Regions from separate parts of the Mus musculus genome. Here regions 1, 2 and 4 are each linked to region 3. A link is a contact called in public HiCAR-type and promoter capture Hi-C data. All regions are on one chromosome and are shown on one strand. The core of a region is the stretch at or near the end of the contact, and the rest is flanking DNA. Distances in the headings are between cores, read along the strand shown.

Region 1 (6,072 bases), core at 1,722-4,221, 2.0 Mb after region 3:
CTGCATCTGAGACTCTAAAACTTGAGCATGTTTTTTCCTTTTCAAGTCCATTACTTCAGTATGTGGGGAAAATGCTCTTGAAGACATATATGAGGGGAGTAAAGTTGTCTGCACCAGTGTGAGCGTTCCATGCTCTGGTCGCCTGCAATTGTTGTTTAAACCCACCATTCAAACACTTCCCTCCTGCAGTTTACCACACTCTTGATGTTCCTAGGAAAATCAGGCCAGAGACCTGTGCAGATAGATCCCTAAGGGCTTTCTGATTTCAGTTCTGAAGCCACAGTTAAGCCCCACCCCTTCCAGAAAAACTGGCTTTTACATCTCAGCCTCCCCAACACACACACACACACACACACACACACACACACACACACACACACACACGGAGGGGGGGGGTGTCCTTCTTACAAAGTATTTAATGAAGTCCCCAACAAATCCTCAGCACAATCAAAGATCTTAGAGCGAGGCCTCAGGGTTTGAACCTGGGTGCTCAGGCTTCAGGAAGTTTGCAGGCAATGTTTGGGAGAATGGTACACAATAAAATGGTATATCTGCACTCCCTTTTATGCCCGCACCACACACACAAATGTAAGAAAAAGGGAGGCAATGGACAATGCCTGTTGGGTCTCCAAAGACCAGCTCCACAAGCCCCCGCGGCCATCCTGCCACCCAGAGATGATGGGGGAATGGAGCAGGGCAGGGCTGCCTGCAAGTGCTCACCTCAGGTAGTTAAGGTATGGCGGGTAGACCTGGGGCAGGCTGTCCTTGAGCACCGCGGCCTGGTAGCCCAGCTGCGGGAGCCCATTGAGGCCGAGCGGCTGGTAGATGGCGGGTGCTGCGGCGGTGGCCGGGGCGGCCGGCAGGCTGTCCCGGGGTAGTAGGCAGGAGCCGGCGGCTGGGGGCTTGCACGGCAGTGGCGCGAACGAACCCTGCGTGGGCGGCGCGCCCTCCGCTTTGTACAGGATGCACTCCAGCGCGGAGCCGGAGGAGGACGCTGGCGACACCGCGGCGCTGCTGGGTCCGCCGGCCACCGCCGCTTCTCCGGGCCTGGAGGATGGCGCTCGCTGCGGCGCGGGTGCCAGCGGGAAGTCTGGGAAGGTGGAGGAGCTGGCTCCAGCCGACAGGTAGGGGCGCGGCGAGCGCACAGCAGCATCCGCGCCCTCCTCCTCCTCCTTGATCTTCAAGCCAGGCGTCTGGAAGTCGCCGTAAAGAGGGAACACGTCCTCTTTGGGGTCGCCTTCCAGAGGGTAGGTGCAGTCTGGGAAGTCACCGCAGGGCACCGGCGGGGATGGCGCGGAGGGCGAGCCCCTAGGCGGGGCAAAAGGGCCCTGGGCTGTGGCCCCGCCGTCGTAGCTGTCCCCCTCCAGCAGCTGCCGGGTGCGGGCGGCCAGGAGTGCGTGGTTCAGAGGCAGGATGGGCACATGGATGAAATCCACCACTGTGGTGGCCAGTGGGGAGCGCCCGGGGGCAATGGGAGAGTCTTGCTCCAAGGAGACCCTAGGAGCAGAAAACCGTGAATCTTCCTTTGGGACCAGAGTGACACCGCCTGGGGCCGCTGAGGCCGCGTTGGCTGCGACTCCTCCTCCGCTGCCGGTGCCTTCCAGTGCTCGAGGTTTGCTCTTTAGAAGCGGAGCTGCAGAGCCCTCGGTCTCCAGGCCACTGTCCTCTTCCACCTCCCCTGCAGCTGGCTGCGGGGACGGCTTCACCCCTGCCCCGGGCCAGTGAGCACTCCCCGAGGTAGGGAGCAACAGCTGCCTGGGTGGTGACAGTCCTTTGGGCAGCACCTTCTGTCCTGCTCCTGTCCCGGAGCTGTCGCCAGCCTTGATCTCTGGCCGACTCATGAGCGGGGACAACAACCCTTTGGTAGCAGGGACACTGCGGGGGTCTTCTGGAAGCTCTGGCCCAAAGAGACACCAGGAAGTGATGGCCTCGCAGGCTGGAGGGCTGGCGTGACTCTGTTCGGTCCCGGAGGGAGTCAACAACGAGTCTAAGACACTGTCTAAGAGTCTGCTGTCCTTCTCCGGGGCTCTGGAATTTCTGCCTCCTTCCCTATGAGTGGCTTCTACCCCAGAGAAAGCTCCCTCCACGTCGGACAGCGACTGCTGGTCCCCTGTCTTTCCGTCTGGGAGCTCGGGACCCCGGCAGGACCGAGGAAAAAGCAGCCCGTCCAGGGAGATCGGTATAGGCGAGACTACAGACGACACGTCCGAGTGCTGGCTCCCTTGGAAGGGACCTGAGTCCAAGCGTGCAAGCAAGGGGGACCCGATGTGTGGGGGGGAGGGCGAAGCGCCAGACGTGTGGAGAACCTGCGGATCCTTTGCCTGCAGCTCAGTCATGACGACCCAAGCTCCCCTTTTCTCCTCCCCTGTCTCCTGGGAGGAGGGAAAAGGGAAGGAGGAGGGGGTGCCGGTGATATAGGGGCAGAGGGAGGAGGAAGTGGGTGTAGAGTCGCAGGACCCGTGGGATCTCCACCTCCTGGTTGGGAGGGGCGGTCTTGGTCAGCTCCTGTCCTTACCCTCCACCCAGACGCAGAGGAAGGGTGGTAGTCGCGCTGTCCCGGTCGCGGTGGGGTGAGGACAGGAAGAAGTAGCTGGAGCAAGCTGGTCTGGTCTGAGAACTGGGAGTTATTCGAGAGACTTTTTTTCGTGTTTCTTCTTGAATGGGAGACCCGGAACTGGTGTGGCCGGTGCTGAAAAAAAGGACTCCCGCTATCTCCGGACTTCTTATGTTTGTTGAAACCTAGACATCCTAGGAAGTTTGCTTTACAGTCCTCACCAAAAACCTGGGGCTAAGACGTAGCCCATTCTTACTCGTTCTCCTGCAGCGACAGTCTCTATGGCTCCCTAGGTTCTCTACAATCCCAGCGAGTTCTGGTTGCAGGTTGCTCTAGTAAAGCTAAGAGAAGTTAGCAGAATGTCAGAATCCTCGCACCCGTAAATACTACAAAGACTGATAGTGACAGTCTAGACTGGCTCCATAGCTTTCTAGCAAGCGTTGGCGCTCTAGGAAGGCCCGCCCAAAGCCCCTCCCTAGCCAATCACTGGCTAGATCTAAATCTCTGGCGTTGGAATTCCAGCTACTCACTAGTCTGATTCCACCTGGAATATCAGATGCTTTGAGAAGAAATCTAAACATATCAGAATTTGTACTGAATTAAGAAGCATGCCAGCCCCACCCTATAAAAAGCAAAGTTGTTGTAAAGATTTCAGGATTTGAAAATATTTGTAAATATTCAACACAGACAGTGACATATCGTGACATTTTATTTTTTGTATAAAAGGTATAAAATGATCTCAAGTATTTTCATTTTATTACGTGTATATGTCTCTGGGAGTGTATGTTACATGGTTATATAGTTGCTCAGACGTCAGCAGAGAGGGTGAGAGCCCTCAGAGGTGAAGTTGCAGGTGCTCTGATATAGGTGCTGAGGTCCTAACTGGGGTTCTCTGCAGGAGCAGCAAGTGCTCTGTGTGTATATGTGTGAGTGCTTGCATGTGTCGCGTGCATATGGTAGTCTAAGACTAGCCCCAAAGAGTGGATTTCCTCCTTGAACCATGCAGATTCTGGAGATAGAACTCATCCTGAGTTTGACACTGAACAACCTTACTGGCTGCCTGTCCAGCCTTCCTCTAACACGCTCAAACTATTCTTGTGACAAGTGGGCCACCAATGTGACTTAGCAGTTAAGGATGGAAGACAGTTGGTAACACATCGCTGCCTGTATGGGGAGTTTGGACATTGAGTGTCATATTCTGTTTGTTCTGATTTTCATGAGGTTCTCTTCAGTCCTTACTAAATATCTACATCACATATTAAGTTTTCCACTGGGAAAGCTAAATGGCATTTTCTCCCCTCTATGTTTCTCTACTCTTAGAATAATTACCATTGAGCTTTAAGAATAAATCACCTTTAAAGTCATGAGAACACTGTGGAGGGGAGAGAGTAATATGATTTATTTTATACACCGTCATAAGCTGTCCACTCTCAAGCCCAGTCAGTGGATGCCGTGACACATCGCTATTCAAAAGTGAGTTAGTCGTTTGGGAAATGCCTTTGAGTGTTTCCAGGCCATTTTAATGCTGAAGCCTGCAGTTATTCTCAGCCAGGTCTAGAAGATTTGTGAAAGGCTCCAAAACTGCAGAGATGGCAGAGCTGCTGGAGGCAAGGTGCCTAGATGTCAATCACCAGGGAGGTGCTACATAGTCGTGAATTGCTGCTGTTACACTGGACCATTGGGCTTGGGTGTGGACTATTCCAGCAATGAGATATTGCTGACTAATTTTAAATGTGTGAGAATTAGGGAGGGAGAAGAGAATTCAAGGAAGCAGTTATTGTATGTCTTTATGGTATCAAATGGTAAAACCGGAGTGTGGGAGCTGGGGGTGGAGGCATTCTGGACAGTGCATAGAAATAAGTGTGGGAAGCAAAGAAATGAGGCTAGCAGGTAGTCTCCTATAGGAGCATATACATGTATAATGTATATGGGGAACCTTGACTAAAGACAGAGTAAGATATTGAAAACTTGCCTCCAAAAGTGCACACATTCCCTTTAAAATCTCTGCATACTGTCCTTCCTCCTCCTTTCTTTGCAACATTACTACCCACACAGTAACCGATGATCTGCATCCTATCACTGTACACTAGGACGATGATCTGCATCCTATCACTGTACACTAGGACGTCTAAAGATCCTTGTCTGCTTTACTAGGTGTTAGGTTATGCTCTGTCTTCGACATAAGTTTTTTTTTTTAAGACTTTATATCAACTGGCATCCCTTTTCAGAATAGTTTTAGATTCATAGCAAAATCTACCAGCGAATACAGAGTAACTGTGCAGCTTCCTGCATGTTGTTATTAGTGAGCTCAGGCAGGTGCATGGTTGTTAACTAATGCCCAGAATATATACAGTTTTCTTTCAATATCTGTTCTCTTTTCTAACATTCTACCTGTAACAACTTGTTTCATTGTTATCATTGTTTCCCAGAATCCTCTTGGCTATGATGGATCTCAGACATCCCTTGTATTTCATGACCTCGATACTCCTGAGAACTCTTGTAGGGTGACATTCTTTAAGTGGTCATGGCTCATGGATTTGGGAAGGAAAGTTAAACTTGGCAAGTGGTGTTTAAAGGGTTCACACTGACAGGACTCACAGTAGGCTGTTGGCCTTGAGCACCTGTGTGAAGCAGTGATTCTCAGGGTCCTTCATATGGGTATTAGTTCCACATTTGGGAAGTAAGTCACTATGAGCAGTAAGAGTCAATATGAGTGGAAGCATGTGGGAGCAGGAAGTTACATTCTCTACTCCAAGATGGAGCAATTAACTGAAAGCTTAATCTGTAATTCTGCATGGGTGAACACAGTTGAGCCCTAGTACCACTTTATCCGGTCTTTTGTGTAGACCACTATGATACACTTTGAGTACTCGGGGCTCCTTTGCTGTCCTCTGTGCCAGGTGACACGCTTTGTTGATCTGTGTGGCAAAGGTGCATGGGCATGGAGTAAACTATTTTGAATACTTTTTCTTTGGTTCTCTGGAGTCAATAAAAAAAGTTCTCTTTGGTTCTCCAAGCTTCTTTGGAGATGTTTTGCCTGCTACCTCTATCCTCCTAGAATCAGCCATTTCTCCTTGGAATTAAATTATTTTATTTGAAAAAAAAATGATATTAGAAATGAAAACTTCCACTCCAGTTTATATAATATGCTCTTCTTATTTTTGGTCCAACTCTTTGAGTTTCAACTATTTATACTAGAAATCAATAGTTTACTCTATTGCAAAGTTAGAAATACACTGAATGACTATAACATGTTGTGTTTGCCTATGCTGACAGTTGACAGTTGTATGGTTTATGATTGGCTAGAAATTTACCATGTGTATTCCTGTCTTTATATACATATGTTTTAATTTTTCTTAGAAAAGTATTCAGAAGTGAAATGGCTAGGCTATATTCATGTGTTCTGTGGCCTTCTTGTGATCTCCATGGACTTCATACATTGGCTGCATTGCCATCATCACAATCCTTGGAGATTGGGCTGCTGAGAAGGTAATGTATAATGGACAGTTGCTTAGTCA
Region 2 (6,194 bases), core at 761-3,260, 2.9 Mb before region 3:
TCAGGTTAATTAGCAGTTTCCCATTTAAAAAAAAAAAGTTTAAAAGTAATTGCTTATATTTTGACTGTTGGCAGAAGTGTACATTTTCCATCTATCAATTTTATCCCTTATTTTCACATGTAAAACCAGAATTTCTTTAGTTAAATGTCTTCTCTCATACTGTACATAGTAGCTCTAAATTTTAAATTTCAAAAACAAATCAGTTTTTCAAAGCACTTTAACACAAATATTACAACCCCTAATTATTCCTTATACGAATTTGTAACAATGAAAGACTGCTCAGTATACAAACCTCTCCTGCTGAAATTCTGATCTGCAGTAAGTACATTTTACAATAGGATGTGCAATCCGACATTCCTGTAATAAGATAATACATAAGTCAGTATTTATTTCAGAGACCCAATCTCACTCTTTGGTAGAAATTAATCGACTTAGTCAAGTGCCTGAAATGTCAATAAAACCTGGCTGGCAACGTAAACAACTGGGTGACTTATCACATCAGCCGTCAGGCAGAGTATAATTCCATGGGGATATTTTTGTCCTTAGTGGAGGGGGGGGGTGCGGAGGGGGTATATGGAACAGAGAGAAACTAAGGAAGCTGTCAGGACTGACTTCCAGGGGTGGTTTACATGTGAAACTACTAGTTATTTTGTACAATTGCTCACAGACAGCATCCCGGCTTTTATGGGATGGGAGGAGCTCCAAATCAGAGAGCACTCTGTTCCTAAACCAGTCGCTTCGCTTTCCGGGACAGGGAAGCAGAATGCCATCAGCTCTGCAGCTTCGGGTTGCTAGCAAGAAAGTGCAAACACGGGCCCTGCCTCCCAGTGGAAGGAGAGGGCAGTCCCTGCCAAAGCTGGGATGAGAGAGTCTGCACCCAATCTCTGCGACACGGAGGACTGGTGGCCGCTTGGCTCAGCCCCACCCGAGACCGCCAGAAGCGGCCGAGCTAGCCCAACCTGCGAGCAGGCGGGACGCGGTCGACACGGGGCTCGCCCATATAATGCCCGGGCCCTGGCGGGGAGCGGTGCGCTGAACGACCGGCGCCCACCGACCTTGCAGAGCTGTTGGCCCTGCGAGAGCTCCTCGAAGGGGTAGCGCTGCGTGCACTTGGTGCAGGCGTACAAGGCCGACGCCGCCATCCTGCTTTCCGGCTCCTCCGCGCGCGCTCAGGCGGGGCCTCCGGGAACTCGGCTGCCCCGCCCGCGGGCTCTTCTGCTGCTGTGGCCCAGTCCCGGTAACTGCCGGGTCCCCTGCGTCTCCCTCCGCCTCCGCCGCCGTCCCGGGACACCTACTGCCGCCCGCCCCGCCGCTCCCGTTTAGGCCCGGACCGCGGCGGAGGGAGACGAAGCGGGAGCTAGGCGGTGGATTCCGCTTCCTCCTCGGTCTCGCGTCCCTCTCTACGATTGGCTACAGAGAGCCTTACGTCACTAGAAAGCTCCGCCCAGTCCCTGGCCTAGGTTCGGCAGGGAGCGCCCACAAAGAGAGAAAGTACCAACCAATAGGAAGCCGCCGCTCTCAGAGCGCGAAATCCGCTTTGAAAAGATCCCGCCCACAAGCCACGGCCAGTCGTCGTTTGGCTGGTGCGCTTGAGCCCATTGGCCAGGGGGTCCACGAAACGCCGCTTTTTTTCAGTCCTTGGCTTCCATTGGACCATATCCTTAAGCCCCTCCTACTTCTGTTTGTCATTGGCCGAAAGGTCAGTACATCAAATGGAGAAGCAACGCTCTCTGGAGTTTATTCCTGGGATGCTGATGGAGTATGTCAACTTTCCATTCTCCTTTATTCAGCTTCCGTCATCCGCCTCAGCAGGCGCTGAAGGTTCCAGAAGCCCTAGCCTTTGCTTCCTCATCCAGAAAATCCATCCCTTTTCAGACGCTCCCAGAGCCGTCTGTCAACTCAGACGTTGCCGTTCCCGCAGGCTCCGCGATGCGCTACCTTGTGACGTCACCGAGAGAGGAGGCGGGCTCTTCCCTGCCACCAGAAGTTGTCCTCTTTTCTGATTGGTCACTGGAAGGCGTCTATCAAGACGCGTTGCCTTTCCCGTGCGCGCTGAGTGTGGCGTCCTTGTGGTTTGCGAGACCGAGGCTCCTATAGGGTTCGCAGCTCGCCCGCCCCTTCCATCGGGGACTTGGATTCCGCTTGCCCCAGGCGGGCGGCTGTCGAATCCGGAGGAGGAGCTCAAGGACGGCGTCTGGGGTTGCGCAGGTGGGAAGATGGCGGCAGCCTCGGTCTCGGCGGCTTCTGATTCTCAGTTTTCGGTAAGGGGCGGCAATCGCGTGGGTTCCAGGTGGGCCTGTACGGCTCTCCGGGTTGCCTCACTTTTCAGGGGGCCCGCGATCTGGCGTCAGCCCTCGTCCCGCAGGATGGCGGGCTGCCCGAGGCCGCGTGCCACTCCCGGAGGCTGCAACTGTGTTTTCTGGAGCACCTCCTTTTCCACCCTGCGTTCCCTTGTCCTCTCAGCCGGTGCTTTGGAGCGTTGTCCCGAGCCTGGCTGGTGCACTCTCAGGCCCGCTAACACAAAGCTCTGTCGGTCACGTGAGCGTAACGGCCCGTCTCGGAAACTCACTAACAGGTAGGTGTGCAGGTTTGTAGAGTGGCAGCCGCTGAGGCGTCCGTGGTCCCCAGAGTGCGTTTTCGCCCTTGCTGCCGTGCCTCTCTGTTTGTTGCGCGACCCTTGCAGGCGGAGCCCGGGCATTCCCACTTCCCATTACTAGACTCTGTATGGAAAAGTTGCTCTGGAGAAGCGATCGGGAAAATTAAGCCTGCGGGTTTAGTTAGTCACTGATGTTTTAAGAGTGGATTGTGGCGCTCAGTCTTTTGGAAAACGCTCCAATAGGAAGAAATAAGAATTAAATGTGAGAAAACTGGAGTTCTTTTTAGAAATGTTCCTGTACTTAGCCGACCGTTGGTCCTAAAGTTACAGGAAGGAATTGAATAGAAATCCCACTCTGAAGAAGGAGCAAAGCACTGTACTAATTAGATAATTACTGCGCTGCAGGTTTTGATACCAGAGGCGTCTGGGGGAGATTGATTAGCAGTATTAGGGAAGATAGGATCTTGAAAGGAAGATAAGCTAGCTGCGTGTTGAAGGAATTTAAGAGAAGAAAGCACTGCAAGTTTTTTAAGGTATGTGACAAGACAATAGGTAATTTCCGGACACCAGAGGGTAATTTCGAATGTGCAGAGATTATATAAAGGTAGAGTTGATAAAGAAGAACTAGAAAAACAGGTGAAAATTGAATAATGAGGGATGTCAGGAAATTTTCTGGGTAATTTTAACAGCTGATGAGGAAGAGGGCATAGAGATTACCAACACCTTCAGAAAGTCTCACTTAGGAATCTCAGCAGTTTGGACTTTCTGTGGCTACTAGAATTTGTGATAAGGTCAGAATATTTCAAGTTTTTCAAATAGTGGGGTATACCTTTGCCAAAGAACTAGAGGAGATTAAGGAGAAGAGTTGGAGCAAGCATTTGGGAGTTAGTTCCTTGCCAGATAAATGAAAGATAAAGGAAAAACTATCAGAACTAAGTGTCAGCGAACACGTGAATTATATAAGAGATACAGTTGATTAAACTGGAGAAAGGAGAGCTCTCTGCTCTCAAAACTTAGAAATTGGAAACTTAGTTGAACTGCACTGCAGGGCTACTACCAAGGCAGTGCCACCGGGATGTAGTTAATCCCTAGTCCTTATGGTAGCCCCAACAGAAATCTAAAGCCTGTTTAATGGAAAAATGGATCTTGTGACTCTGTGTCTGGAATTGGAAACAGAAGAGAAACTCTTCTTTACTCCACCGTAGTCCATGTATATAAGAGTAGGCTTGGAGCTGCATTGATAAAAAGGTGTCCAGAGAATGCCTTAGTGTTAGGCTTGTGAGCAGGCAACTGAAGGGAAGAAGGGAGCTTTGCAGGCAGAATAATTGCAGCAAATGAAAATAAGAGTGTATTGTGGGTGTTTGAAATCAAAAAAGTCCAGATTGCTGAAAGACTGGTAGGGAGACAGTGTCAAAACACAGTGTCAGGAAATGAAACAAGGGTCAGCCCGGCACTACATTACATGGGAGGTTTATACATTATGGGAAGGATCATTGTCATTAGCAAGCTGTTTGGAAGAGCATACTTAAGAAATGTGCAAAATAGTATTTCACATAATTCAAACTAAAAACATAACTAGCAAAATGGCAGTATAAAAGATTCTAAATATGTTATGGAAAAAGAACCCTGAATGATTTGCAGAGGGTAGATAAGAGGTGAATGAAAATTACCTCTTATTAGGGTTTATATAGAGCAATTTAGTAAATAGCAGTGCCACTTGTTTTGGTATGGTGGGAGAGGAGCAGATTTGGAAACTAACCAAGAATTGGGTTATAGCCATTTTATATTTTAGGTGCCTATTGAGACATCCAAGTAGGCAATGAATAATGTGAGTTTAGAGTTTTAGATTCAGATCTCAATTCTGTATTTTAAACTTGAAAGCTACTGAAAAAAATAAAGAGCTGAGAGTAGATGAGACTTTCCAAAAGAATCCTTGTAGACAAAAAGGAACTTTGAGGACCAAGCCTTGAGGAACTCTGGCATTTAATAAAAGTGGTTAGAAATCCAGGGGGTTTTCAAGGAGAGGCCTGTGGGATTAAGGGACAGTCCTTGTTGCTTCCTCCACTGAGGGTTTAGGTGAATGACAGCAAAGTGAGCCATGCTTCGGAGAGATTGTTGAAGTTAGCAATGGAGAGTAATGGGTGTGTTTGATGAGCTGTTTGCGTCTTTGATAGTTTTTATTAATTGTGTGCATGATGATGCCCCTACCTCTTCCTTCCCCCCCCCGCCACAGGACACAGGACAGCTTTGGAGGTGTTGTCTCCTTCTACCATTAAGTGGGTTCTGGGAAGTAAAGTCAGTTTTAAAAACCTCAAAATCAGTCTAGGGTTGAGGAGTCTTGTAGGTTAGGAAAAGGTTTTCTCTTTCCCCTTTCCTGGCCCTGGGACAGATGTAGAGGAGAAAGGGAACAAGAGGCACCAGGAGGGGTTTAATCGTTGGAGGCAAGACTTTAAAAAGCTAAGTAGAGACAGACCGGTTACATGCTTGCTGCTTGTTTGGAAGAGGGAAGAGCTAGTTGGGTTTTCTATTTAGAACTAGTTTTTTGGTTCAAGTGATTGCATACATTTTTCTGCTTCTTTTGTGAATTGTAAGCTAAGTGATTTTGTTATAATCACTTAGTGTTATCACTTAGCTTAGTTTGATGTTAAATGATGGGGTTCTAGCTGATTCTAGCTATTTCTAGCTAACCAATAAAAACACAATGTTCTCAAGGTACCAGACAATTCATAATAACATTGACCATATTTTAATATTTTAAGAAGTGAAAACTTAACTGTTTTTGAGGTTACCTTCAACACAATTTTTTTAAGGTTTATTTATTATTACAACTAAGTACACTGTAGCTGTCTTCAGACACCCCAGAAGAGGGCGTCAGATCTCATTACAGATGGTTGTGAGCCACCATGGGGTCGCTGGGATTTGAACTCAGGACCTCTGGAAGAACAGTCAGTACTCTTAACCACTGAGCCATCTCTCCAGTCCTCAAAACAAACTTTTATTCTCACACAGGTATTTGGATAGTTCTGCTTATTCCAGGACTTGGTTTATTGTTATGAATACTCTTCTTTCTTTTGTACCTACACAGACTACACTAATACAAGATTGAAAATCCTAATTTGGTATGACATTCTGGAAAGAGCAAATGAGTATGTGAGAATTTTGAACAGCTGGCAGTCTAGAATCTCCATTACTTCCTTCTTTCCTAAATGTCTAAACACTATAAACTCAACAACTACTACTAAAATTCCAGTTAACATTCAGAGGTATACTATGATAAATTTATATCATGTAGAGCATAGTGTCAAATTTGACAAATTCATGACAGATGGTGTATGTGAAGAAATAGTTTTATATGAGAATATCTCATAAGCCTGAATGTTTTACAATTGTTTCCCCCTTTGAGGAACTAAATATAAATTCTTTAAGAAAAGAACATGCTGGTGTCTGTGGGCTAAGCTGCCACAAGAGGACCATGCCTGGGTTCAGGATGGGGGGGGGGGGCTGAACCTAGTGTCATGCAGATGTTACAATCAAGGGCCATTTAGATGTCAGTGTTCTATGCTGCTGCCCAGAGCCCATACTGCCAACCGGGGCCATA
Region 3 (6,549 bases), core at 2,268-4,767:
AACAATATAGTCAATGCAAATAGAAAACACAGTCATAAAGGGCAAAGCTTGTGGACCAGTGAACCCACATGACTAAGTGACTAGAGACCCCGACTTGCTGCCAATTTGTAGTGCTATGTGGTAGTATACAATATAATATAATAACAATTGTGATCACTTAACTGAATCTCAGGACCTCACATAAGCAAATGCATTGTAAGGAACAATATAGGAAGGTTGTGATGTAAAGAAAGTTATTTGTAGCACAAGCAAGACAAGAGCTTAGGCATAGCACAGAGGACACATCTGCAGTGCATCTGTTTGTTCACCCACTGCAAACTAGAAGACAAAAAGATGAAGACATTTACACAAAGGCAGTTAGACAACAAGATCAAAAAGGCAGCATGATAGCTAGATAGAGGTGCTATAAGGGAGGCTTTGAAAGCTTTACTAAGGAAACAATACTTTTAATTCATTCAGTGTTCAAGATTTTATCAAGGTAGAGAATGGGTTGATCCATCCAAAGTGTTGCTGACCCTGTGAAATAGAGAGATGTGATGTTTTAATACTATCTTATTAAGTCCGCAGCACTACAGTTTTATAAACAGACATGCATGGCTCCATGCATTTAAACATCTTAAGTCAATACCATAATTTTAAAGATTCTACATGATAGTAATAGAAAAAGCACAGTGATATTTGTGAGCCCATTTGATAAGTACTCAGAAAGCATAAGTTAGTCTTTCTTCACCCAAAGGGACAGACTCTTACTTTCAGCATCACTGTTTCTCTTTGTTTACATGCCAGCCCTGTGGCTATGACAGAGTGCAACTATGTACATAATAAACATAACTTTCATGTTCTCAGAAAAAATAGAAAGTAGACAGCATAAAATAAGCTCCATGATACCAAAATTCTAAGCTTTACTTCAGAAAGATGAAGTTAGACAAATTAATATGTATGCATATTAATATACGATATATTTGTTAAACAGTGTAAGTAATAAAGAAGCAAAAATCAGTGTAGATTCTGAAGAAAGATAACTGAGTAAATTTGTCTGTCCTAAGTAATGACTAGAAGCTGCCATTTCGGTCTGCACAAAGAGAAAAAAAAATCTTACATCACTAGTTAATCCAAACCCCACATCTTTCTCATTCTCAAATGATCAGGAGATTTCAAAAAGAAAGAATATTATCTTATATTACGTTATTACATTATGCTTAAACAATAACTTACAGTATGTCTAACTCACAAATTTATTTTGTTTAATGGGAGCCAGATTTAATCCACCTACATTATTATTTTTTATTTCCTTAATTTATTGATTTGAGAACTGCCTGGCTAAATAGTCCAGGATGAACCCTGGCTATGTCATCGAGATTGTACCCACATTCATGATTGTCTTGCATGAGGCTCTTAGAGTGCTGAGATTATAGGTATGTACCACCAAACCTGGCTCTCATCCATCTTTTGAGAGGCAGATTTTGTTACTTATTAACTGTAAGACTGCATATATCCCTCTCACCATTAGTGTCTGGTAATGTGTTGTAAAGGAAGTATTCTTTGTAAGAAAAGCCAGATTAAACCTCTTCATCACTGTTCTTTCTGGCCTTACCAAATTTTCTCATGCTTTCTGGTGTTTCATGATCTCATGCCTTGATTTATTGGGATACATTCAGTATTTATTGTTTTAGTGAATACATTTCTAGAAGTCAACTTTCATCTTTTCTGGATCAAGGTTAGTTGAAAGCAGATATTAAAATAAAGGATTTAATGACCCAGAAATAGATAACAAAGGCAACAGATCCCCCACAGTATATCTACTATAGTGAAGCATCACCATGCTCAGACTCCAAGACCTGAAGGCTGTAAGTGGTCAGTTATAACAAACATTGATAGCTAAAACCTCATTGTACAATTTTTGAAAAAGCTTTAAAGCTTTTAGATTCAGAATCTAGTCTGCAGTATATTTAAAGAGCTTATAAAACTCTGGAGATTCTTTCCCCTAAACAACAGCCTGCTGTAGGCATTGAGCCAACATAGCAGAGAAGCCGCCCAGAAAACTTGCCTCTCCCAAACTATCCCTCGGTTAACACATAAGGAAAATAACCTAATTACTGGAAAGCATGAACAAGAAAATAAAAAGTATGGAAGGGTAGAGAAGCATTAAATGCAAATACACATTAATTGTCTTTGCTGTGGAGAAAGAAGCGAATCTACATCCTGAGGGTACCCATTCAATAAAGTCTTGATGTTTGCATAACATGTGCAAAGAGCCAAGGACCAGGAAAACGACTAATTTTAATTACCAGGAAAGCTGTAAGAACGGGATCAGAGAGCTCCAGTGGTATCTTGGCTTCCAGCTACTGGCTCTGTGCTCCTTGCCAATTACAGCCTCTCGCAGCCACTGGGGGCAAAAGCCATGCGGAGAGGATCCATCCAGATGAACGCAGGCTTGGGCTGGACGCACACACATGTGAATAGCGTGTGCCTCCTGGTTCAGGTGCAGCCCAAAGCTCACGCAGAGTTCCAAGTGTAGATAGGCTGGCAGAGAAGAGAGTATGTGATTCCAGACTTGTCACGTACAGGTGCAAGCCACATGGAGTTGGAGACAAAATGTATGTAACAAAATGTATTTCATAAATACTGGATTACCACCACACACATGAAACTGGAGCACTCAAAGACAGGGAAAGTGGAGAAACCTGAAGAACAATGACACTAAAGCTGTCACCGCAGATTTACTATCTAGGCAATTTTTTTTTTTTTTCAACTCTGGACATTGTGATTTCCAATGTGATTTTTCTGGACACTGACATTTTCCGAAAAACAAAAACAAAAACAAAAACAAAACAAAAAGCAACAACAACAACAAAAAATAACAAACTGCTATTTCTTTTGCTGTTTCAGAGCTGACTCTAAACCACTACCCCACTCATCACTCCCAAGGACAAGTAATAACACCCCCTATCCCAGCACTCTTAGATGAAACTCGCATGTATACATAAAAAAAGAGAATTGCCTCCCAGTTAGAACCTAACCACACTCTCCCAAGTGCCAGTTCTGCTCTGGAGCCCACATAAGTGAATCTGAGCCTCTGGCTGTCTGAGCTATCAACACAGCCTGGCAATCAGCAGGGACAGTGGCAGGCCAAGGGAGGAAAGGACCCAGACTCTGCCAGCACTGTTAGCTCTCAGTGGAGAGGTGGCCAGGTATGGGAACAGCCTTCATGACTTTGGAGAGAAAAAGATGGGGAGGGAATCGGTTAGCAAGTGATGCCAGGGGAGTACCTTCTAAGAAAAGAAAGAAATCCAAAGCCCTGCTTGAGGCATACAGTCTTTTACAGGCAGGGACATGCTAAATGAGCCTTTGCAGCGCAAAGCAGTGAGGCGCCTGGCGACGGTGACAGCGCGGAGCGGGAGGGGCGCGGGCCACTCTGGGAGAGACCCAGCCAGTCAGGGCGCGCGGCGCGGGGCGCGTGGACGCATTGGAGCATCCGCGCGCGAGCCCGGAGCAGCAGCGGGAGGAGGCGCCCACTTGCACCTGCCTGCATCTCTCAACTACTCCGCCCCACGCAACTGATGGCAGCCAAGTGCCATTAAAGCTGGCAGTCAGGAGGATGCCTCACCTGGGTCCCTTCTGCTGGGAGAGGCAGGGCAAACCAGAGGAAAATTCCCAGTGAAGGACTCAGAACTCTGCGATTTCTCTTCTGTCACAGGCTGTGGAGCACCTAAGGAACTGCTCCACCTGAGGTGTGTCCAGGGCACGAGGATGGAAGATGAGGATTGAGAATCACCAAAATGAACAGAGGCAGCTGGCGTCTCATTGGTAAGTGGCTGGCATTCCTTCGCTGGTGATTGCTGCCTGTGATGCTGCACTTTGGTTCCCAGCCACTTAGGGTTTTTGACACAATCACTTCTGCAAAGCCATCCTTCCTCGTCGTGTTGCCAGAGGTAAAAACTGTTCATTGGTGCATGTTTAAAGACAGGGAAAACAGTGGGTTTTTGTTTGTTTGTTTGTTTTGTTTGTTTGTTTGTTTTTCTCTGCTGGGATTTGATGTTGAAAAGTTGAAGCAAGTGTAAAACCTATTGTATGTTTCATAAAGCCACCGGAAACAGGAGGAAAAAACTAGAAGCAAGTATGCTTTTTGGATGGCAAATGTCAGGAGGGATAAGAATATTTTCTTACCAAAGTAATAAAATGCTTTGGAAGACAAAAATGAAATGGTGTTGTCAGGTCATGGCTGAGAATCTCATAGACCGAATAACTGAGAATACAGACAGAATACCTGGGCATGTAGTGGTGCAATAACTTGTTAAAATGCAGGAGAGATGCAAGCAGAGTTCTGCAAAGTTTGGGAAACTGAGAAAAGTGGAACCTCGAATTATGCTGAGTGATCTCCCCCACGTGTTGTGCATAGATGTTTGCTGAATATATGTTCCCAGTTTCTTATTTTTATAGGGATGTGGGGAGAGTGTTTTCTCAATTTCTATGACTATGATGTTCAGTAAGCTGAGGATTGCTATGACAACCTGAAAATTTTTAGGTTGCTTAAATTTATTTTATTCCAAAAAGAAAAAGAATTCATCAATATTTCAGAATAATTTTATGTAAAATTAGCATAAGTAAGACAAAAGCATGGTAATTGTAGGACAGGTTTGCAAGAGAGCTTTAATAGTACGATGTGTGTGAGGCTTTACCCATACACAGCTCACATGCTTTTATGAAAAGAAGTCATTTAGGTAATTCAGCTCTCTGCTCTGATTCTGAGTCTTAGCCATGAGAAAGAAATGAAAACAGTAGCAAACCTTAAAATAGCAGTGTCATTTAAAAAAGAAACAATGAATTAAGCTTACAAAGTGTTGTAAATGTAATTGGTTGCTACTGGGCTGCAGCACACCTTCTGGATTACCTCTAAATGTCACTGCAAGCTATAAGTTCTGCATCCTGATTAACACCAAGACTAAACTGAGACTAAGACAGGAAGAAATGCTTGCAAAGTGTCAGTGGCCAGTGGTGAACAACTCACCTGTCGTGCTTCCCATAATTTCTCATTTCATGCTGGAAGCATTTTAGTATTTCACAGTGCAAAGCCTGAGTCTTAAGCTTGGCAGGCATGCTTATATTGATGAGATGATAAACAGTCAATGACTATATACAAATAGATTTTACAAAGTGGCTAAAACAGTGGATGTATTATGTAAAAAGTCACCTCAATCTAATTAGTGGTAGAAGGAATACAGTTAAGACTCAAAAGTTAAAACAATAAATGTAATATAGAAGAATTTTTTTGGACTAGTTATCTTAGTTGGAACACCAGATGTAAAAGAGGTTAGATAAACAGACTGCTCAGTGTAAAGACTGGTGTTTCGAATTAAGGAAGGGTAAACACCTTAATGTTACCTAAAACTTCTGAAAACTATCAGAGTATAAATTGTATTAGACCACTCTCTGGTTTCATATGCAAGCAAATAGAAAATTAGAAAACTTCGAAGTTAGAAAATGAAAATGAGTGCTATGATGAACTGAGTGTTCCACTTTGGCTTGATTCTGGGAGTTTCACGTACTTTTGAAAAGTATCTGGAAAGAAAGAGTTGTGGAATTTTTGAATGGATGGCTGATATACCTGAAAATTTCTCAAGGTTTGTAAAATTAGTTTGGCCATTAGGGAGCCTGAAACCTAGTAGTGACTGGGTAATAAATCAGAAAGAAAAGAAAAAAAAAACTTAAAATTTACAAATAGAACATACTTATTTTTTAAACATTATAAATCAGCTGTGCACCAAAATATTTTTAAACTGCACTTTAATTAGTTTAATTTAGTGGAAAATGTAACTTGTTTGTTATAGGTTTCTTTAAGTGTCCTTTTGTTTGATCATTTGTGGAACCTTTACTACCTCCAAGGTAGCAGGTAGGAGTGTGGCTTGCTGGTTAAGCTGACTTAGCAATTGGGAAGAGAGGGTGTCAGTGAAGGGCAGAGAGCTCATCAGAAGTTAGCAAGTGGGGGGTGTGCTGGCAAAGGCATTGTGGAGTTTTCCGTACTGGTAGATGAAACAAAAGCTATGTTTCTGTAAAGACTGATATAAAATCAGGACAAATTGTCCAACTATGATGCTGTGAGGATGACTTTGGTAAATAGAATTTAGGCTTGCTCAACACAATTTATAACAGATAGAAGTACAGCCATGTCACCAAAATCTCTCTGTTCTACAATCTATACAGCTAAGATATGTGCATTATTACAATTTACTTCATCCACACCATTACACACACTTGACTACCTATTATTGTAATTACACATGAAATATATTTGAATGCTCTTACTAGAATATAAAGAAATGCCTGATTTCTCCTCAAAAACATATATGCCTTTATGTGTTTAGATTCTCAAACTCTGGTATCAAAAGCTTATATATATATATAAGCCTTTCTTTCTTATTCCTCAAAGTACAAATGTGGACTAACCCAGTTGTATGTTTCTGAGATGCTTAAGATGTTTAATGAACTTCTCAGCACTTTAAAGCAGGAGGGAACCTGGTCAGAAGCTCAGAGCTATGCATCCCTGCAAGT
Region 4 (6,064 bases), core at 1,168-3,667, 2.8 Mb before region 3:
GACATGGACCAAGCAATCAAATAAATTTATCAACTAGAAAGCAACTTATAAATATCAAAATAACCAAAGACAAATAAAATATTGCCCAGAATAGCTACAGCTTGAGGATATATGATGAAGAAAAGACACATTAAAATGACTGACAGGGAAAATTAGAAAATAGGAGTCAAAGTAATCAAAAGAAAAAAAAAAAAAAAAAGAGGCCTTAACAAGCTCAATAAAGACAGGGCTATGCCCAAAACAGGAAAGAAAACAAAATGCTATCAATAAAGAGCACACAGGGTGCCAGGTGGGTTCACATCCAAGGAAGCTGAGGATGAGCTTGGGGTTGCTGGAAGCTTAATGGGAGCCTGGAAGATGGAAACTAGATGTAGGTAGTAATATCGCCACCACTGAAGGGCAGGTCTAGCCGAGCCCTCACAACTGGCCTACAGTAAGTACTTATTTATATTTATATTCCAGAGTCCAACTTAAACAAAGAGTCAGAGACAGACCAACAAAATACAATAGAAACAGCAGGATGACCAGGATGTTACCTAGCAAAGGGGAGCCATATGTGTACCGAGTACCCAGGAACTGCCTCAACAGGGCAATGCCAAGCAAGAGTCACCCATCAGTGTGCACCACAGTTGATTAGAAATTTCTGAACGTTGTATACAGAAAAAATAAATGGTCTTTTCAAGCCAAAAAATCAGATCTATATGACACAGAAGGCAAAGTTAAACCAACATCTCTAAAATGACTCTCATGTAATCCATCAAACCACACTTTTAGTAGAAGCTATACTTCCCAAGCCATTCCTCCAACTCTAACACTGTGTATAACCTTAAAAAGGGACCCTGAAATGAGTTATGTTTACTTTCATATTTATGTTACTCCCAGAAAATAATTATTCAAACACAGTATTTCAACTAAATTCATCTCATAATAGAAGCATTTGAGACCATTAGGGCTTTATCAACTTCAGTTATAAACTTGGAGTTTTTCCTAAACTGAGATAATCTCCACTCTCCAACAAGTAGAAATAATTCTCATAGCTAAACTCAACAGTAATTTAAGTGAGAGCTGAAGAGATGGCTCAGCAGTTGAGAGCACTTGCTACTTTGACAGAGGACCAGGGTTCAGTTCCCAGCATCCACAGGAGGGTCACACCGACCTGTCCTCCAGTTTAAGGGAATCTCACCTCCTGGACTCCTCCATGCCTGTGGTACACATGAACTCATGCAAGTACACACACACAAAGACACTTTTAAATAGTAATACGTTTATCAATCTACTGGGTGAAAGAAATTGTGTGATACATTGAGAAATATTAAAGATGATTTTGTAGAATGTATGAAAGCAAATAAGATAATTTATTTGAGCATCTGTAAACAAACAAACAACTTTGGAGTGACCGGGCAGAAAAAAGCTGAGCTATCATAATCAAACATTAATACTTGCTTGTAGTACTTTGTAGACAAACAAAACAAAACTTGAAATAATTTAGATAAACACTTAACACAGTAAGTGGAAATAACAGTCTACCTTGCCTGTACATTCGATTCATCTGTGGCTGTCTGCCTACATTAAGCTTAAAATTTAAACTGACAAGTTCTATAATAAAGCTGTTATCTACAGTTAATTGAAGAATGCTCCAAACAGACACCACATATAATGTATATTGTGATGGTAATGTCACTGATGTTTAAGCTGAGAAGCTGACTCTGAAGGCTTCGTCCCCTCTCCATTTCAAATCTAAGCACGCTTGTCTCAGTGTCCTCTAAAGCCTCTTGTCTGGTAATGGGCTGGTCCCCAAACTGTGATTAGAGCACAAGAATGAAAATGTCACGCCCTTGACAACTGAACTCCTGATAAAGTAAAAAACGCTGCGTCCTTAAACACAACTGGAGCAAAATCTAGGACCGGAAAATGAGCGGGAATTAGAGGGGCAGTGGCCATAAAGAAACTGTATTTTCACTTCTCGCACCAAAGGCCCAGAGGAGGAAGCAAGCACTGCTCTGCTGGGCTCTCCATACCCACGGGATGCCCGCGGCTTTTGCCCTCTTCGGGGTCCAGCCTCTCTAGGCCCAGGTCTCTCCTCCGCATGCCCCGGCCTCCCTCCCGCAGGAGCAGCCTCAGTCTCTCTTCCCGCACGCCCTGGCGTCTCCATCTACACTTGCTCCCGGCCTCCGTCCCCATACGCCCGGCCTCACCTGGACAGTGAGTCCTCGCTGGGCAGCCTTGCCGCCGGGAGCTGCGCGCCGAGACTCTCGCAGCTGGAGCTCTTCTCCATGGCGCGAGAAACTGGAGGCCGCTGCGCCCTCCGCGGCCGCCGGCGCGAGATGCAGAGGGAGGAGCGCACGGGGCCGCAGCCGCGGTCAGCCCCGCGCCAGGCAGGCTCCGAGACCGGAAGCGGCCATGTTCCCCCAGCCTGCACTGCGCGCGGGGGCTGTCGGGAGTCGGGCCCCGTGGCGCTACAAAGCGGAGCGATGCGCATGCGCCTGGCCGCCCAGTGAGAGTCAGCTAACAGGAAAATCTCCAGAAGGAAGAGGACACTAGTATGTCAGAGAAAACACAAGATGTGACGGCTTGGGAGAGGTGGACTCGAGGAAAATGAGAGGAATGTGGGCGGCCTGTGGGATGAGGGGGTGAGGTATTTAAGGGTGAGGTTAGAAGTAGTGATGTGAGATCATACGTGATGTGAGAACCCATTTTGTAACGGTAACAGTGAAGCTAAGCAGACTGATCCCACGGCCTCCAGTTACCTTGCATTTACATCTGCTTCCTTCTGTGTAAGTATATTAACCTCACAGAATAACTATTGATAAATATAAAACGCCTAAAGCAATGCCTGCTTAAGCACTCAGACAGTAGTCAATATATAAACAACCTAACAAACTTAATAAATGGTAACTGTTAATGAAAGAAAACTAAAGGATGACAGACCACTAACAAGTGGTTTGTAGGAGAAAGATAGTAACAGCTACCCTGAATGGGGAGGGGAAGGGAAATTTCCATCTCTGAACAGCGTTATACAAAGGAAAGTGAGAATGGAGTTGAATTTTCAGGCCTCCAGTGACAAAAGTATGGGTTAAAGTGGCTTGAAAGTGTGTCTGTAGCTGATAAGCACATTGACACCAACCTATAAGGCATAGTAAGTATTGAAGTGAGAATGAGGGAGAAGCTGCTAAAATCACAAAAAGAATTAGACAAAAACACTACTGAATGTCATGATGTAACATGGAGAACAGACTTACCTCCGGTGTGCTGCTTCATATTCCCTTACAAAGCAGGAAGGGAGTGTGGAGATGGAATGTGATAAAGGAACAGAAACTGGGTAAAGAGGGAATGTTAATACCCGTGACTTTCTGTTACTCAGGACACAGGAAGGAAAGTACTGGAGGAATTTCTCTAATTGTGACTCTGCCTTAAACACCTCACACGTCTGGAAAGCAAAAACACAAAGATTATTTCTGTAAATAAAAGAAACTTTTAAAAAAATCCTGCTAGGATAAATATAATTGTGTTCTTACAAACTAGATTTAATTTAAAACTTGGTTTTAAAACACAATCATAATTTATAGAACCAAGGAAATAATTTGTGTACTAGCTTTCCTTTACAGTATTCCCAATGAAAGATTTATTTTGGCTGATGGTTTCAAAGATTCCAGTCCATGGTCACTTGGCTCCATTGTTTTTTGAGCCTGTGATAAAACAGAAAAGCAGAGCTGGGAACACGTGATAGAAAAATCTGTTCATCTCCAGGTGACCAGGATAAATGATAAGCAATTATTTTCATCTCTGAAATTTTTCAAGAGATTTTAATTGCACCTCTCTGATAGCCCAGGAAAATAAATAGTGAAATGAAACACTTTGACAAACACAAATATCTGTAAGATTCACGATAGAATGCATCTATTGCTTCTCTTTCTCTATCAGACTTTTTAAATGCTAATGATCGCCTAACACTTCAACTTGTGTCTTCCCAACTATGAATGTTGAAGAAGAATGAACCCTTAAATGAAAGACCCATTTCTAGCACTGTATTGGTTATTACAAACCTGGCTTCCTGGTAATATAACTTGTGCATGACCCTCTCTAGTTATTATGGAACAGTATCAAATGGAGAGGGGTTGCAACCAGAAAAGTCTGCATTGCAATCCTGATTCTGTCACTAAACTTACTTTGAATGTTTGTTGTTCATCTCTGACAACTGAACAGGTTGTTTTTCTTAACAGTCAGTTGCACAGGAAGTTCTTAGTAAATAGATCTGTTGTTATTGTTGGTTTTCTTCCCCAAGCACTCTAGCTCTACATCTAACCGGAATGAAGAAGAATAAAAAAGCAAAGAATAATTTCAGATGAAGTTTAAATCACTGCATTATTTATCTCACGCATTGCTTGTTATGTCATAAAGCCAGGAAATATGAACCTAAGACTTTTTTACACCCCAGATGCCTCATTTTTTTAAGAATACTTCAGCATCAGGTAATGGCTCAGTAAAAGGCTTGCTGTCCAACTATGAAGATGTGAACTCCATCCCCTAAGGACCTACATGGAAGGAAGGAAGGAAGGAAGGAAGGAAGGGAGGGAGGGAGGGAGGGAGGGAGGGAGGGAGAGAGAGAATGGGAGGGAGAGCTTCATGGCTCGATTGTAATCTCACTGCCAAGAGGACAGAGATGGGTGCATTCCTGCTTATTCACCTGGCCGGCCAGTCTAGTCAAATTGAGTTCAGGCAAAAGTGAAGGAGTCTGCCTCACAAAACAAGAAGTATGGTGAGCTAGTCAGTTTCTGTCAACTTGACCCAAACTAGAGTCAGCTGGGAAGAAGGAACCTCAATTAAGGAATCCCCCATTGGATTGGCCTGTGGGCATGACTGTGGAGCATTTTCTTGATTAATGATGAGTGTGGGCAGGCCCATCCCACTATGAGCAGCACCATCCCCAGGAGGGTGGTTCTAGACAACACAATAAAGCAAGCAAGCTTAAGGCTGGAGAGATGGCTCAGCAATTAAGAGCACTGACTGCTCTTCCAGAGGTCCTGAGTTCAATTCCCAGCAACCAGATGGTGGCTCACAACCATCTGTAATGGGATCTGATGCGCCCTCTGGTGTGTCTGAAGACAGCTACAGTGGTCTCACATAAATAAAAATCTTTTTAAAAAAAAGAAAAAGAAAGTTGAACCAGCCAGGCCCACCCCTAAAATCTACATCATCTGTGAACTGTTAGAATTCTTGAAAGGGCTGGTCTTGCTGCAGGATCTTCATGGCAAAGGACCATAGCAGGATAACCAGGAGGAGTCCTGGTGAAGATCCAGTAGTGATGCTGTTGAAAGGCCAAATCTTTTAAGTTCAGACTCCATTTTAGAGAACCTGACCTAAGTTTGAACTCAGATAAACTAACAGGCTGGTACCTAGCATTAGTTTCCAAGTTATTCCCCCAACAAAACCTGCACCTCCAGGTTACAAGGCCCCCCCTTGCCTAATGCCACCCATGTAGAAGGGAGCAGAAATTTAAGTTTATATGACTCCCAGCACCAGCCAATTATGTTAAAGGCCACAGTAGCTTTCCAATTAGATGTTTGCACACTTACCACCACCACCACCTCCTGTTTGCTGTTTACTATAAAGCCTTGATAGATATTCCGCCACACACACACCCCAAAAAAACCATCCTGTGTGATGGTGGTGCCCTGGGGACACCTGAGCTACCTCGAATAGAATAAAGACCCTGCTGTGAGTTGCATCAGATTGGCCCTGTCTGTGTCTTTGGGGATCACTAACATTTGTGACAGAAACCAGAGACCTTGAACCAGACCAATGAGTATTGAAATGAACATTTTCAAGAGAAAGATATGTGGACAGAAGGGTATGTTGTGGGACACACTGTGAGACATTGTAGCTTCCACAAAGAGATATTTTGTATGTGTTGTTTTGTTTGTGTATTTTTTTATTTTCTTTGGGGAAGGGGCTTGCAAATGTGGAAGGGGATGGAGAGATGAGTGGGAATGGAATACATGATGTAAAACTCACAAAGACTCAAAAGTTGAAAGGAAGGAAGAGAAAGAAAGAAGGGAGGGAGGAA

Evidence for each region. Promoter capture Hi-C pulls out the DNA fragments that hold promoters and counts their contacts. HiCAR-type assays count read pairs that join an accessible place to other places.
Region 1: a contact with region 3 is called in a promoter capture Hi-C map of hippocampal neurons, with 5 times the contacts expected there. The contact joins the promoter of Pgr here to the promoter of Cntn5 in region 3. A contact is called at or near these places in 2 of 39 promoter capture datasets (hippocampal neurons and liver).
Region 2: a contact with region 3 is called in a HiCAR-type map of astrocytes, with 4 times the contacts expected there. The contact joins the promoter of Cep57 here to the promoter of Cntn5 in region 3. A contact is called at or near these places in 1 of 39 promoter capture datasets (hippocampal neurons) and 1 of 115 datasets of contacts at active chromatin or transcription factors (astrocytes).
Region 4: a contact with region 3 is called in a HiCAR-type map of astrocytes, with 6 times the contacts expected there. The contact joins the promoter of Mtmr2 here to the promoter of Cntn5 in region 3. A contact is called at or near these places in 1 of 39 promoter capture datasets (hippocampal neurons) and 1 of 115 datasets of contacts at active chromatin or transcription factors (astrocytes).

The regions. Positions count from the first base shown.
Region 1 is chr9:8,896,732-8,902,803 of GRCm38.p6, reverse strand. Pgr (progesterone receptor) reads right to left here and starts at 2,971. Exons shown (of 8, transcript NM_008829.2): 1 at 721-2,971. The coding sequence starts at 2,336.
Region 2 is chr9:13,822,923-13,829,116 of GRCm38.p6, reverse strand. It overlaps Cep57 (centrosomal protein 57), which reads left to right and starts at 2,010. Exons shown (of 11, transcript NM_026665.4): 1 at 2,010-2,261. The coding sequence starts at 2,217. Fam76b (family with sequence similarity 76, member B) reads right to left here and starts at 1,401. Exons shown (of 10, transcript NM_176836.4): 1 at 1,056-1,401; 2 at 293-357. The coding sequence starts at 1,142.
Region 3 is chr9:10,901,743-10,908,291 of GRCm38.p6, reverse strand. Cntn5 (contactin 5) reads left to right here and starts at 3,517. Exons shown (of 25, transcript NM_001170787.1): 1 at 3,517-3,807. It overlaps Gm32710 (a long non-coding RNA gene), which reads right to left and starts at 3,847. Exons shown (of 3, transcript XR_001779092.2): 1 at 3,608-3,847; 2 at 2,289-2,523; 3 at 1-516.
Region 4 is chr9:13,745,532-13,751,595 of GRCm38.p6, reverse strand. Mtmr2 (myotubularin related protein 2) reads right to left here and starts at 2,417. Exons shown (of 15, transcript NM_023858.4): 1 at 2,196-2,417. The coding sequence starts at 2,275. It overlaps Gm39291 (a long non-coding RNA gene), which reads left to right and starts at 2,394. Exons shown (of 3, transcript XR_870544.2): 1 at 2,394-2,774.